Regions from separate parts of the Mus musculus genome. Here all the other regions are linked to region 4. The links are chromatin contacts, called in public HiChIP or PLAC-seq and promoter capture Hi-C maps. All regions are on one chromosome and are shown on one strand. Each heading gives the region's core, a stretch centred on a gene start, on an enhancer-like site or on the middle of the called end of the contact. The rest is flanking DNA. Distances are from core to core; before and after follow the strand shown.

The links. Promoter capture Hi-C pulls out the DNA fragments that hold promoters and counts their contacts. HiChIP or PLAC-seq counts read pairs in DNA pulled down with a chosen protein or histone mark.
Region 1: an H3K27ac HiChIP or PLAC-seq map of embryonic stem cells shows a contact between it and region 4, with 9 read pairs. The contact joins the enhancer-like site here to the promoter of Tnpo1 in region 4. A contact is called at or near these places in 10 of 39 promoter capture datasets (3T3-L1-derived adipocytes, the C10 cell line, embryonic stem cells and 3 more), 15 of 484 Hi-C or Micro-C datasets (the BV-2 cell line, the C10 cell line, bone marrow-derived macrophages and 6 more), 13 of 115 datasets of contacts at active chromatin or transcription factors (bone marrow-derived macrophages, differentiating embryonic stem cells, embryonic stem cells and 6 more) and 4 of 9 other capture datasets (adipose tissue, embryonic stem cells, liver and 1 more).
Region 2: a contact with region 4 is called in a promoter capture Hi-C map of the C10 cell line. The contact joins the enhancer-like site here to the promoter of Tnpo1 in region 4. A contact is called at or near these places in 4 of 39 promoter capture datasets (the C10 cell line, fetal liver, liver and 1 more), 6 of 115 datasets of contacts at active chromatin or transcription factors (CD8 T cells, the SCID.adh cell line, bone marrow-derived macrophages and 3 more) and 3 of 9 other capture datasets (adipose tissue, liver and pancreatic islet).
Region 3: a contact with region 4 is called in an H3K27ac HiChIP or PLAC-seq map of trophoblast stem cells, with 22 read pairs. The contact joins the enhancer-like site here to the promoter of Tnpo1 in region 4. A contact is called at or near these places in 10 of 39 promoter capture datasets (3T3-L1-derived adipocytes, the C10 cell line, embryonic stem cells and 4 more), 10 of 484 Hi-C or Micro-C datasets (the C10 cell line, conventional dendritic cells, embryonic stem cells and 3 more), 15 of 115 datasets of contacts at active chromatin or transcription factors (bone marrow-derived macrophages, embryonic forebrain, embryonic midbrain and 5 more) and 4 of 9 other capture datasets (adipose tissue, embryonic stem cells, liver and 1 more).

What each region holds. Positions count from the first base shown.
Region 1 is chr13:99,015,213-99,018,159 of GRCm38.p6, reverse strand. No RefSeq gene overlaps it. Among named protein-coding and RNA genes, the nearest start is that of Gm35279, 22 kb to the right of the region's middle. Within about 2 kb of position 1,254, at least 12 of the 459 cell types and tissues checked have an H3K27ac peak or open chromatin away from gene starts, as enhancers often do. A contact at or near this core is called in differentiating embryonic stem cells and embryonic stem cells, where this site is marked.
Region 2 is chr13:98,840,090-98,843,303 of GRCm38.p6, reverse strand. Tnpo1 (transportin 1) reads left to right here. Exons shown (of 24, transcript NM_178716.3): 24 at 1-1,223. Among named protein-coding and RNA genes, the nearest start is that of Gm34995, 26 kb to the right of the region's middle. Within about 2 kb of position 1,848, at least 2 of the 459 cell types and tissues checked have an H3K27ac peak or open chromatin away from gene starts, as enhancers often do.
Region 3 is chr13:99,036,963-99,039,860 of GRCm38.p6, reverse strand. No RefSeq gene overlaps it. Among named protein-coding and RNA genes, the nearest start is that of Gm35493, 35 kb to the left of the region's middle. Within about 2 kb of position 1,275, at least 27 of the 459 cell types and tissues checked have an H3K27ac peak or open chromatin away from gene starts, as enhancers often do. A contact at or near this core is called in embryonic stem cells and trophoblast stem cells, where this site is marked.
Region 4 is chr13:98,924,453-98,927,677 of GRCm38.p6, reverse strand. It overlaps Tnpo1 (transportin 1), which reads left to right and starts at 1,294. Exons shown (of 24, transcript NM_178716.3): 1 at 1,294-1,427. The coding sequence starts at 1,413. It overlaps Gm52051 (translation initiation factor IF-2-like), which reads right to left. Exons shown (of 2, transcript XR_003950643.1): 1 at 272-3,225.

The DNA of each region.
Region 1 (2,947 bases), core at 5-2,504, 91 kb before region 4:
AAGCCCACTGGTCTTCTAAGCCCAGGGGAGAGAGGGGAAATGTCCTAGGATATCAGCTGTGACCAACTAACATGCAGAAGGAATGGGGGTGGGGTGGGGTGGGATAGGGTGGGGTGGGTGGGGTGGGGTGGTGAAAAGGACTTGAGTGGCTTTTGCCAGTGACTGCAGACTTCATTCATCAGGGGTGATTTGCTTTTTCTGGCTGTTTCCCAATCTCACTTTCCATAGAGAAAAAGAAAGAAAGAAAGAAAGAAAGAAAGAAAGAAAGAAAGAAAGAAAGAAAGAAAGAAAGAAAGAAAAGAAGGAAGGAAGGAAGAAAGAAAGAAAGAAAGAAAGAAAGAAAGAAAGAAAGAAAGAGAAGAAAGGAAGGAAAGGAAAGGAAAAGAAAAGAAAAGAAAAGAACGGAAGAAAGGAAGGAAGAAAGAAAGAAGGAATGTTGTGCAATTGGGAGGAATTAAATAATTCAGTAAGTGGATAACTCTCTCCCATGGAAATCCAGGCCTGGTGTCACTAAGCTGAAAAGTTGAAGCAGCACTTTTGAGTGAGCAGATGACACAGTCAAAACATTTTTTTAACATTTTAATTATTTTTATTTTATGTAAATGAGCACTTTGCCTGAACATGTGTTTCTAAGTCACATGTATGCCCTGTGCCCACGGAAGCCAGAGAAGGCACTCTATCTCCTGGGACTGGAGTTATATATGGTTTTGAGCCACTGTGTGAGTGCTGGAAACCGAACCTTGGTCCTCTGGAAAAGCAGCTAATACTCTCAACTACTGAGCTGTCTCTCCAGCCCCAAAAACCTTTCACTCATAATATAACACAAGAGCAGCAAGACCCACAGTGTTTGCTTCTTTCTTACATTTTAAAACTGTCAGGTAACATTATCATGCTGTTTATTCCTGTGATATCTGACTTGTACTGATGTCAGTGGCCACCACTCTAACTAACCTCACTGGGTGCTTAGCATTATCTCCTGTCAGCTCCTTAGACTGCCCACCACCCAGAGTGGAGCCCTTCAGACTCAAATACATCCATAGGTTCCCATGGCAACCTGATCCGAGTGATGACCCTGACTAAGGAGACATGAGATCAAGGCTGAGATTCCATATTTTTTTGTTTGTTTTTGTTTTTTCAAGACAGGGCTTCTCCCTGGCTGTCCTGGAATTCATTCTGTAGATCAGACTGGCCTCTAACTCACAGATCCACCTGCCTCTGCTTCCCGAGGGCTGGGATTAAAGGCGGTGCAACCACGCCCAGCCAGATTCTGTATCTCTAACAAGCATCCAGGTGCTGAGAGTCTCGCCCTGAATGTAAATCCCATTAGCATTGATCTCTAAAATTCCCAGCAAGAGATAGAATCACAATTAACAATCACCTGTGAGTTGGTTCCTGAAAGGTAACAGTGACTGTTTTGAAAGAGAAGTCTATTTTAGACAGGAATTCTAAAATCCAGATCTAGTCTTCTTAAAGGCTACTTCCACAGATAGACATCATTTTAGCTCCCACAGAGTTTCTTTCAGGTCGACCAGTATTGGCTTCAGGAAGTGATCCAAAACTGAGCACAAAGATCCACTTAAAGCAGAGTTCCAATCCAATACGTTCCCGCGGCTACTCTATCGACCTCTGCTTGGCTCTTCCTCTGCAGTGATGTTCATCAACAAATTGAAAGGTGCTCTCTTTATTTTTGAAAAGCTCTTCCCAGGAACAGAATTCAAGTTTATTCCCTTGCCTCTAGCATCTGCCATTCAAAGTTCATTTACATGAGGCCTAAATAAGAGTCCTACAATTATCAGCACTCGTTTGCTTTGAAATACATTAGCCTGGTAAGACTAGACCATGGAGGTAAAACGCCGAAGGTTCAAAACAGTCTAGTTCATTTATGACAGCGTGACTCTGGTTTTGGTGTGTTGTTTTGTTTTTTTGTTTTTTTTTTCAGTTTATTGCAAGAAGAGGTTACACTAGTCTGAGTTAAAAGTGGACCCCCAATGGTGACATTATACAAGCTGTGAGGGTTTTACATTTGTGATAAGAGAAGAGAGGAACATTCTATTCAGGGCAAAGAAATCTTCATTTACACTTTAAAGAGCTACAAGTATTTAAGACCCATGAACCCTCCGATGATTATCCTTAGGCAGTCGAGCCAGTCTCTATCAGAGACACTCATGTTCCTTTGCTCTGGTCACCTTGTGACTGAATTACTCCCCATATTCTGGATGCTCTGAGAGAAGCTTTGCAAATTTCTTCTTCAGTGACTTTACATAGTTCTTTTTGTCATCAGCATGGGGTTACTCTCTTGGAGAGAAGTGTGTGTGTGTGTGTGTGTGTGTGTGTGTGTGTGTCCGTCCCTACTGTTTCTCTGTTGAGTTCTTATGTGGATAGATCATCCGTGCCAGCCTTTAATAGCAAAGGAATAGAAAGAACGGAGATCTTCCTCAGGGTAACTGAGGGAAGGGAGGGAAAGAAGGCTCTCAGATTCTTGATGGTTTTGAGTAGGATGCTAATACAACAATGCTCAGCTCTCTATTTCTTCTGTGTGGACCCCAGAGATTAAGGTCAAACCATCAGGCTTAGTAGCAAGCTCCTTCACCCACTGAGGCATCTTGCGGACCCCTTAGCTCTGCTTTGATTTGTTTTGTTTTGTTTGTTTGTTTTTCAAGATAGGGTTTCTCTGTGTAGTCCTGGCTGTCCTGGAACTCACTCTGTAGACCAGGCTGGCCCCAAACTCAGAAATCCGCCTGCCTCTGCCTCCCAAGTGCTGAGATTAAAAGCTAGCTCTGCTTTTAATATTTACTTTCTCCTAGTAATCTTGTAACACTTCATAACCATCCCCTTGATGAGTCTTAACTCCGTTAAGGGGATGGATACTTCACAGTTTTTGGATTTACAATGCTAAAATACAAAAAAAAATTAATTTTTCTCTAATTCACGTGCACACTAAATAGAA
Region 2 (3,214 bases), core at 599-3,098, 85 kb after region 4:
TTTATTTTTATTTTTGTTCGAAGCATGATCTTAAAGCTATGTTTAAGTTAATGGATGTAATGCAGGGTTCCTACACTGTATTGGCGCATGTTGGTGGCCCTCTGTGCCCTAAGCATATGCACATGGGGCACATACACAGCTACAGAGTGAGAGTTGGTTTGGATCCTCTTCATTTCATTTGTTTGCCTTTCTGTTATTTTTCCCTCTGCTTCTATGTATCTCTGTGAATAAATCCTTGTTAAGTTAACCCTTTGCTCTTCCTCCCATGTGTATTTTCTTACATACTGTGAATGTGAAGACCCTAACTGGTACACTTGATCTTATGTCCATATGAAAGTGCAAATCTTTATTAATTTGGATTGCCTGAGCAGTGTGTATCCCATGATGATGAAGGGAAATGGAGAGATTTTTCCTTTTAGCTCTGCTGGTCAGAGATTAAGCCACACCTTTCCATTTTTCAATGCTGCATATTTAATCTGCAAAAAAAAGTTAAGCCATAACAGCCTTTTTATATTTTAATTTGTCACCTTTGCATTGCAGAATAAATACCCAATAACCGTTTTTATAGGAGTTGCTCCTCTTTGCATGGTTCTGTTCTATAGAAGTGACTGATAACAGCCATTGCACTGAAGTGTGAGCTGTCCGTGTGTGACTTTATAAATACAGTTTTAAAACATTTCACATGCATGGTAGCACGCAGAGGGTTTTGTTGTGGATGTGTTTGTTTGTTTGTTTGTTTGTTTTAACATGTTCTTTTACTTTCTTTTCTTCTGTTTTGGCTTTGCAAATTTCAGTCTGTGGGGCCTGAAATAAAACCATGTATAGTGCCCAGTCTCTCTCTCCTATTTTTTATTTTTTTAAGCTAGACTCAAGGGTGTGTGGTATTTCGCTTTTTAGTACATTACTTTACTGGAAGCTTAAAATTTGCTTCTCAGTTGGCCTTTAGAGCAAGAGTGGAATAGCTGTTTTATTCTTAGGTTGTAGAATGCCTTGTAGTGCTTCATATACTTTGGGGACGTAATATAGGAGATAGTCTTACATAAGTAATATAGAAACAGCCACATTTGTCCATTAATGCATAAGAAGCAAAGTAAAGTTTTCTGGATCTGTGATAAACAATTCTTTGTTAATTAAAGGCAATTTTATTACCTGTCTAATTAAGAATATATTTCCAAGTTAGCAGTTATGCAGCTCAAAAGCAGTATTTGGCTTTATAGTAAATTTGTTTCTAAATCTAATAACTTTAAAATAGAAACTTAAGTAAATATGGCTTACACCCTAACACTGGGGTGGTTTTCTTTTCTAATGTAGCTTTCCCTGTTGAGGCTATTGTTTCTTCTTAATTTATATTATATTTTAAACAACATAGTATATAGCACAGGAATTTGCAGAAGCCATTTAAGTTTTTTGAGGTCAGCGCTGAGTTAGCATTTATTGTTTTGATGAAACGTGACACATCATGGGATATATATATATATATAAAGAACTTAATTCTTGTGGTGCAGTCTTGATAGTTTTGAATGTTGCTTAAATGTCTATGAGGTTGCGAGTTTGTCATTGTTACATTCCAGTGTTTCTGCCTCTTGGCATGCTTAAAGCACGGCTTACTTCATCTGCTCCTTACACACTAAAATGCTCTTAGTGTGCTCAACTACAGAGATAGCCGCTGCTGAGTGATGTAGATTTTCTACTTGAATATTTTTATGTTGTAGGAACCTCAGGAGGTCAGTGTTTACTGTTTTATATATGCCTTCTTTTTCCTGTTTGAGCTTCTCTCTCTGAAGGATTCTAACAGAACAAAAGCTGCTGATCAACCTAAGTTGGAAACAGAAAGTGTGTCTAGTGTCATTGAAGTGCGTGCTTGGCAGTTCCATGTTACCTACCACCCATTAGTTAGCAAGCGAACTTAGTGCCACAGGTGTTCATTTACTCGGGAAATGGTTTTGCTTTTTGTATTGTCTAATCTCTTTAATGACTTCATACTGTGTAAGGAAAATTACTTTTGTATTGTTTGTTGGTTATTTCCAAAATAACCACCTTGTAAATACCCTTAGAGCCAGCCCTGATGCTTTACATCATTGCTACTTGATTTTGTTATGCAACTCAGATCTCAGATCTCAGAATACTTAACCAAGCCATTACATCTTAAAACAAAACAAGTAGCATACATTTTGTAATTAACATTGATAAACACTGTGATTTTTTTGGTTAAAACTTTTTCATTGATCTGAATTGCTTAAATTGCATATATTGTAAAATAGAGTCAGATGTATATTTTAAAATAATTTCAGCTGACTTTCCTCTGACTGCTTTGTCTACTCAGTTAGAAATATTCAGATACAAGTTTTATCTCAGGTGAATATCCTTGTATCGTTTTGCTTTGCTGACATGTTTATAAAGAAAGACCATCATACTTAATAGTCTTTGGAGGTTTGTAAGGTGTTTTTTTGTTTTGTTTTAATGTATTTTATTGATTATCTTCCCGGTTAGTCGATTATTTTTCCTCCTCCAATTGTTTTACCAGACCAGAGAGAGAAATAAAAACCTCTCCTCACACTTGGTATGGAGACTCGACTGAAAATGAGTTGAGTTTGGTCCTCTCCTTTTCCAAACACTCAGAACACAAAAGTGGAATCTTCTCCCTACATAAAATTTTGCAAAGTTGGGGTGCCAGAATTAAATTATGTATTAAACTCTTGTCTCCATTTAACACCTTTGCAGTGAAAAACTTTTTGCTTCATATAGTTAATTATATTCATATTGAATGTATTAACAGATAGCAGTGCAAAAGCATTCTTCCCAAGAGAAGAGTGTACCATGCACGTCTGCACCCCAGGCCCTTCCTGAGTCTTCAGGTGCACACAGCCTTCTTGTGGAGCTACTTTTGCAAATATTACAAGGTGGGGGGACACTAATTGTTGCTGCTAGTGCTGTCTAATAACGTGGTCATTGGAATCTAAGGAAACTAGGGTCTGTGGTTAACACCCTGGGATAATTGTGATGGGCAGATGCGCAGTAATGGCCTGTGTTGGTAACAATATTATCTAGTTCAATGCCATGCAGTAGCATTGTATAGCAACTAGTGCATTTCATACTGTATTAAATATGGCACTGCTTCTAAGCCTCGTTCCAGTTAAGTTTCACATGACAGTTAGCTCCTCTGACCTGTCTTTCTAGGTAACTGGAAATGAACTTCAGGCTTGATACAGATCTT
Region 3 (2,898 bases), core at 26-2,525, 110 kb before region 4:
GCTGCCAGGTGAGCAGTGATGCATCAGTCAAACTAGAGAGCTAGCCTGTGGTGGCCATGATTAAACCACCAGCCATCAGTGTCTTCCACACGCTATATACTGAGCAAATCACCTTATGTATGCAGTTGATGCTCGTGATACCCCTGGGAGATGTTATCACCATCTCCATTATACAGATGTGGAGAGTAAGGCACAGAGAGATCAAGTTGCTTACCTTAGATCACACAACCAGAAAGAGGCACAGATGGGATTTGAACCCAGGAGGTTTCAGGACCACCACCATGGGAGTTCCAAAGAGATTGAGAGAGCAGAGAGCTACACCACAGACTCCTCAAAGAAAGCACAGACGCCTGGGTCTTTAGAGTCCCTGCTCTTGCAGAACTAGGGTTTTCCTTTTGTTTAACAAGCTGCCTTGGGGCCCTGTCTGCAGGGTGGCCACAGGCCCAAAGGGCTTTTGGTAGCGAGAATTCCCTAGGCTCCTAGCAAGAAGCTGAAGCCAGAGAAGTGTGTCATCTCTGACGCAGTGACTGACACCGGGGTCAACTGTAAGTACAGTATGTCGCCCCGCTTTCCAAGCTGGGTCACCCACTTAGCTTTTATCTCCCGTATCAAAGGTTTCTCCACCTGTGCAGAGGGGACAGCGCTTGTGTCACTGGCGCAGCCTGGACCTGCACAGTCTGACTTTGAAGGTAATCACTCTGCTCACTGCTCCCATGACTGGCCCCCTTTCCTAGTAGGTCACCACCCCAGGTACCTCTTAAGAAGCCAGCTAGCTTTTCTAGCATGGCCAGCCTGATTTACAGCCGCTACTAGTGAAAGGCCATTTGCCTGAAGAAAGAACACCTGTAACCAGAAACAATGTCCGTAGCCTGCCCCTACAGGGCAGGCTACCACAGCGTGAGAGGTGAGGTAGGGGAAACAACTGCTCTGTTGACTGTTTCCAGTGCAAGCACATTCCTTCATCTGCTCCCAGACAGAAGCAGCAAGAAAGGGACTCACTGTGGCAGAAAGGCGCACATGCGACATGCAGAGATTAAACCACCCAGTCTCTACCTGTGGAACCAGGAATGAGACCGAACCGCCTGAAAACAAAGAATCTCTTTGACCAAACTCCAGCCAGTCTGCCCTGAGCCCTCTCTGGTTAACTCTCTCTAAACCTTGGACAGGCACGGGTGTGAACGAAACACAGAGGACTCGGACAGTTCAAGGTCACGACCCTTAGGATGCTCCCCTACCCCAAAGCAGCTGCCTAAGGATATTCCCAGCTATCAGAGGAGTTTACTCATTCCTGCAGGAACTGGTTATTCCAGCCATGTCCTGTCTCTCAGCTGCGGTGAGATCCTGTCTTGGAAAGTCACAGGGGATCAAATTACGTGGGACTTCCATGGACTGCTCCCCACCTCCTACCTGCATCATCCTTCCATCCCCTGAGTGTAGGAAGACCCTATCTACCTCCTACTCTGTCTCTCCCATTCTCCAATGGCTGCCCACGCACCCTGTCTGTAGCTACTCCTTGTCACTGACCTCCACAGACAAGGTGTGGAATGCAGGGGGAGGGGTGCGGGAGTGGGGAGGAGTGGGGGAGGGGGCTTTGCATTATAAGGTTCTGGTTGCTAGAGTCTGATTATTTTCTGCTCTTTCTCTATTTTCCAAACATTAAGAACTAAAAATATACCACTTCTGCCTCAAGTGGGTGTTATTTCTGAAAGTAAAAAGGAGGGATGTGTTTTTGAGTAAAAAACAAAAAAAAGTTAACGCGGTGGGGGGGGGTGGACACAGTACTGTGCATGTCTGCAGCTCTCAGCCAGGTCACTGGCCCCCCCTGGGAACTCATCTTACAGTTGGGTGGAGTGCTGCCTTTCTGCCCACCCTCCTCCTCTCCCGGCTCCATTAGTGCTACCCCCATCTGACAAGAAACCACTTACTCTTGCCCCCATTGAGCAGGACTTCAGCTATGTCCTCCAAGAAGTGAATGGCTGAGAAGGCAGCTGTCAAAACCAGCCTGCACAGGTTCCTCCGGGTGGCCACCTTTTGAAAGGGTTTTGCCCTTTCACTGGACCAACATACTAGAAAAAAGTGCTAGCCCGGTCAGTAGAAAGAGCCAGGCCTGCAGGAAGTGACTGTGCCCATACGTCTTAGCTAGCTGTGAAGAGACACCATGACCACAGCAACTCTTATAAAGGAAAACATTAAACTGGGGCTGGTTTTACAGTTCAGAGATTTAGTCTATTCTCATCATAGTAGAAAACATGACGGCACCAAGGCAGACATGGTACTGGAGAGGTAGCTGGGATTCCTACATCAGGATCCTCAGGCAACAGGAAGAGCTAGTGACACTGGACCTAGCTTGAATATCTGAAAGCACCAAGTCCACCTCTAGTGACTCATTTCCTCCAACAAGGCCACACTCGCTCCAACAAGGTCACACCTACTCCAACAAGGCCACACCTACTCCAACAAGGCCACACCCACTCCAACAAAGCCACACCTCCAATCATGCCCATCCCTAAGAACCGATGGAGACCGTTTTTATTCAAAGCACCACACCTTGTCTTAATGAGCACAAGTGATATGAGCACAGACAGGTCAAGGACATCAATGTCTCAGGCTCAAGGTCATGGCAAGGCCTTCCCAGGGTCAGGCTGGGGTGTGGTGAGTGCCTTCCTCTGGCCTGGCCTGAATATAGACGTTGACAAACAGTTGCCCTTTAGGTAAAAACAGTATGTGCAGAGATCCACAGCATCCTTGTCTGGGTGATCACCTGATCACCCCCTCCTGTCACTGCTCCCCCCCACAGAAGCCCCCACCCCACCCACTGAGATTACTCATATAACAAATGCACTGGCTATCAGAGCTGATGGCCCACTGTGTGCACGGCCCACCTGATCCCAGCTTCAT
Region 4 (3,225 bases), core at 45-2,544:
CTGGCCTGGAACTCAGCAATCTGTCTGCCTCTGCCTCTGGAGTGATGGGACTAAAAGTGTGGGCTGCCATGCCTGGCCATATTTTAGTAATTTTAAATATTTTCCCTTTCAATTTTCAGCTTTCTGATGATAAAAACCATCTTTTAGTCTCAAACTTTGAGTTAAGCTAATTGTAACACTAAAAAGTATTACAAGTGAAGATTTTTAAGCTTCTTAATAAATAAGTTGTAAATATTTAGCATTTTTCAAGAATTAGGTACAATAATTTTACCTGTAAAGTGTATGGAGAGCAATCACTGCCTAAACAAGAAGTATGTAACACTAAGGCAGTTGAAAGCACTGATGTGAAGATAATTCTCGCTGGCCACTCACTCAGAAAAAAGGACCACCTTGCTGTGCATATTTAAAATACTCATACGTGGTAAGTTTGTGTAAAAATAACCAGGCAGGGAAGAACGATTCTTCCAAGACCGGGTTTCTCAGTATAGCCCTGGCTGGCCTTGAACTCAGAAGTCTGCCTGACTCTGCCTCCCAAGTGCTGGGATTAAAAGCGTGTGCTACCACTGGGAAGAACAATTCACCTCTCTTCATTACCATTATTGCAACTGGCTTGAAAAGTGCCTACCTCTCCCATTTTAAAACACTTTCAGCTTGAAGTTACAGTACCTCTCTGGTGGTGGCTGTATAAGGAGAGAGGAGAGCTTATTATCTCCAAGCTCAGGGAACTAGCTTTATAGTAGAAACATACCTAGAGATGTAAACCTAATTTTCTAAATCATTTCATTTGGTTTTATATGGTAGTTTCGTGCTACATCAGCACATTTCAGAAGCCCCTGTGTTATCAAGGGGGCCGCCGTCCGCCCACACCCTTCTGCCTTGTCCCAGGAAAGCTGTAACAGTTCGACTGTGGGACGAGCGGCCTGGTGGGTGTCGCCGGGCTCTGGGCTCGGCGGTCTCCCGGGGGGGACACGAGTGCACTCCGGGCACGCACGTCACCTGCCGCCGGAAGGGCCGTGCATCTGGGCGTTCACACTCAACGGGCTGGGCAGCGGAGGCCGCGACTGAGCCCCAGGCTGGCTTGTGGGGGCTGCAGTGGGCGCGAGGGGGTGTGAGGCGGGCACGGGGCCGAGGCGTCGACCCCGGGACCCCGCTTGGTGAAAACCGCTGGGGCGCGCCGCCCGCCCGCCCGCCTTCCCGACGCAGGCCAGCAGGCCCAGGCCGCAGTTTTCCCAGCCCCGTCGCCGTTGCCAAGGCGACCGCCGCCGAAGATTCCCGCGCCGGGCTCCGCCCCCCGGCCAATCGGACCGGCGCTCGCCGGAGCCCGGATTCTCTTTGTTCCGCAGCCATTTCAGGCCCCGGACGGGAGGCAGCGCCGCTTCGGCAGAAAGGCCCGAGCGCCGGAGGCCTCTGGGATGGTGTGGGACCGGGTAGGTTGGCGTGAGGGTGCGTGGCCAGGGCGGAGGCGGGTGGGAAGCGGCCCGAGCGAGCTCCGACCGGCCGCCGCGCCGAGGGGACCGCGCTCCGCTGTCCGCCCTCTCGGACGGGGCCTGGCCGTTTGGAGCCCGCCGGCGACGGCGCGGTTCTAAGCCCAACAGCTGCGGTCCCGGGCGCCCTGCGGGTCCCGGACAGGGCAGGCGGCGCCCCAGGAGCGGGAGGTCGGTCCTGGGGGTGGCGGGAGGCTGGCGGGCCGAGCCGCTGCGATGCCCGTCAGGCCGCACGGTGCGAGGGCCCGAGGTCGCCGGTCTTTGTCCCGGAGCCTCGCACACTCCGGTTTCTGCAGCCAGCTGATCCGTCTCCCCCGAGGGCCTGCTGGCCTCGCGACCTGTGAACATAATTTTAATGTTTGTAACTACGGGTTTTGCTTAGGTTTGTGGGTTTTGCACGTCTGCCTCTGTCTGCCCACGCCACGGGGAAGGGCCGCCGAGGAACAGACCCGCCACCACAATCAAACTGGCTTTAGAAAGGCTTTCTTCCTCTTAGAAATGATCTCGCGGGGCTTAATTTTTTTTAATCACGTGGGGTTTGCAGGGATTGTTTACAGTTTCACTTTGTTACGCCAGTCGCGAATCAGCTGTTAACTGTAGAAACGAAGTCAGAGGCTGTCCACTAGTTGGGGAGATTGTATTAAGAAGCTTAGTATGTCCTGTTCGAAAAACAGTGATGGCTTCAATGAGTACGTAAGCAATGCTTTTCCCCCCTAAAGAGAAGACGCTCCTTAAATGCAAAATATTCGGTGAAATCAGTATTTGGAACTGACCTGTCTGTCTGCAATGTGCACGCTCAGACGTGTTCATCTTTAGGATACCAAAAGTACCTGCTGGGTTTTGAGTTTCCCTATCGAAACTTTCACTTAAGTGTGGTAAGAAAGTGTGCTAATGAAGTAAGTGGATGGTTTGTAGTTGGTGAGAAGTGATCCTTGTTACTGTCCTGTAACCCTCCGTCCTGGTTCTAGAGAATGGCTGGTCTATGTGGAAATTTGCAAGTGCAAAGGAAAAATACTACTTTAGAGGTGGCCGATTTATTTTAAACTCCTTGACACTTGCCGTGTGTGGGTGAATAGTGGTTTGGCAATTCAGCTTTTACTTGAGTCCGTGTACACCTACTGCACTGTGAGTGGTTCGTCTTCCCTTTCTGAAGAGGGCCTCGGCCTTCCATTAGCCATGTGCTTTTCCATCCTGCCCTGGCCAGAAATTACTGAATTCCTCCCACTGAAAGACCTATAGAAAATATTTTTGTATTTCTCCCTCCATTCCTAAAAGCCTTTTTGCCATTATATAATAGCAACAGGATAGAATTTTATCTTAAAAAAAAAAAAAGATCCTAGCTGTGCCTTTTTGCCATTATATAATAGCAACAGGATAGAATTTTATCTTAAAAAAAAAAAAGATCCTAGCTGTGACTATTTCCAGTATCAATAATTGTTATAGTCATTGTTTTATGACTATTTTTTTTTACTTATGTTAAAGTGATTGTGTGCATTCAGTTTTCTTAAATTGTGTTGAAATGTGAACATGTGCTATATTTAGAGGAATTTCTTGTGTTTGTTAGCCATATTGGCAAGCTTTTTTTTTTGAAAAGAAATCAGGTTCTAAGGAAGCCAAGTCAAGTTCCACATGAAGTAAATGTAACCAGAATAAATGAAAGAGAGGAAGGTGACAGCATGCGGACTGCCTTTGGAGGCAGAGGCAGGCAGATCTCTGAGTTCCAGGACAGCCAGGGCTCCAC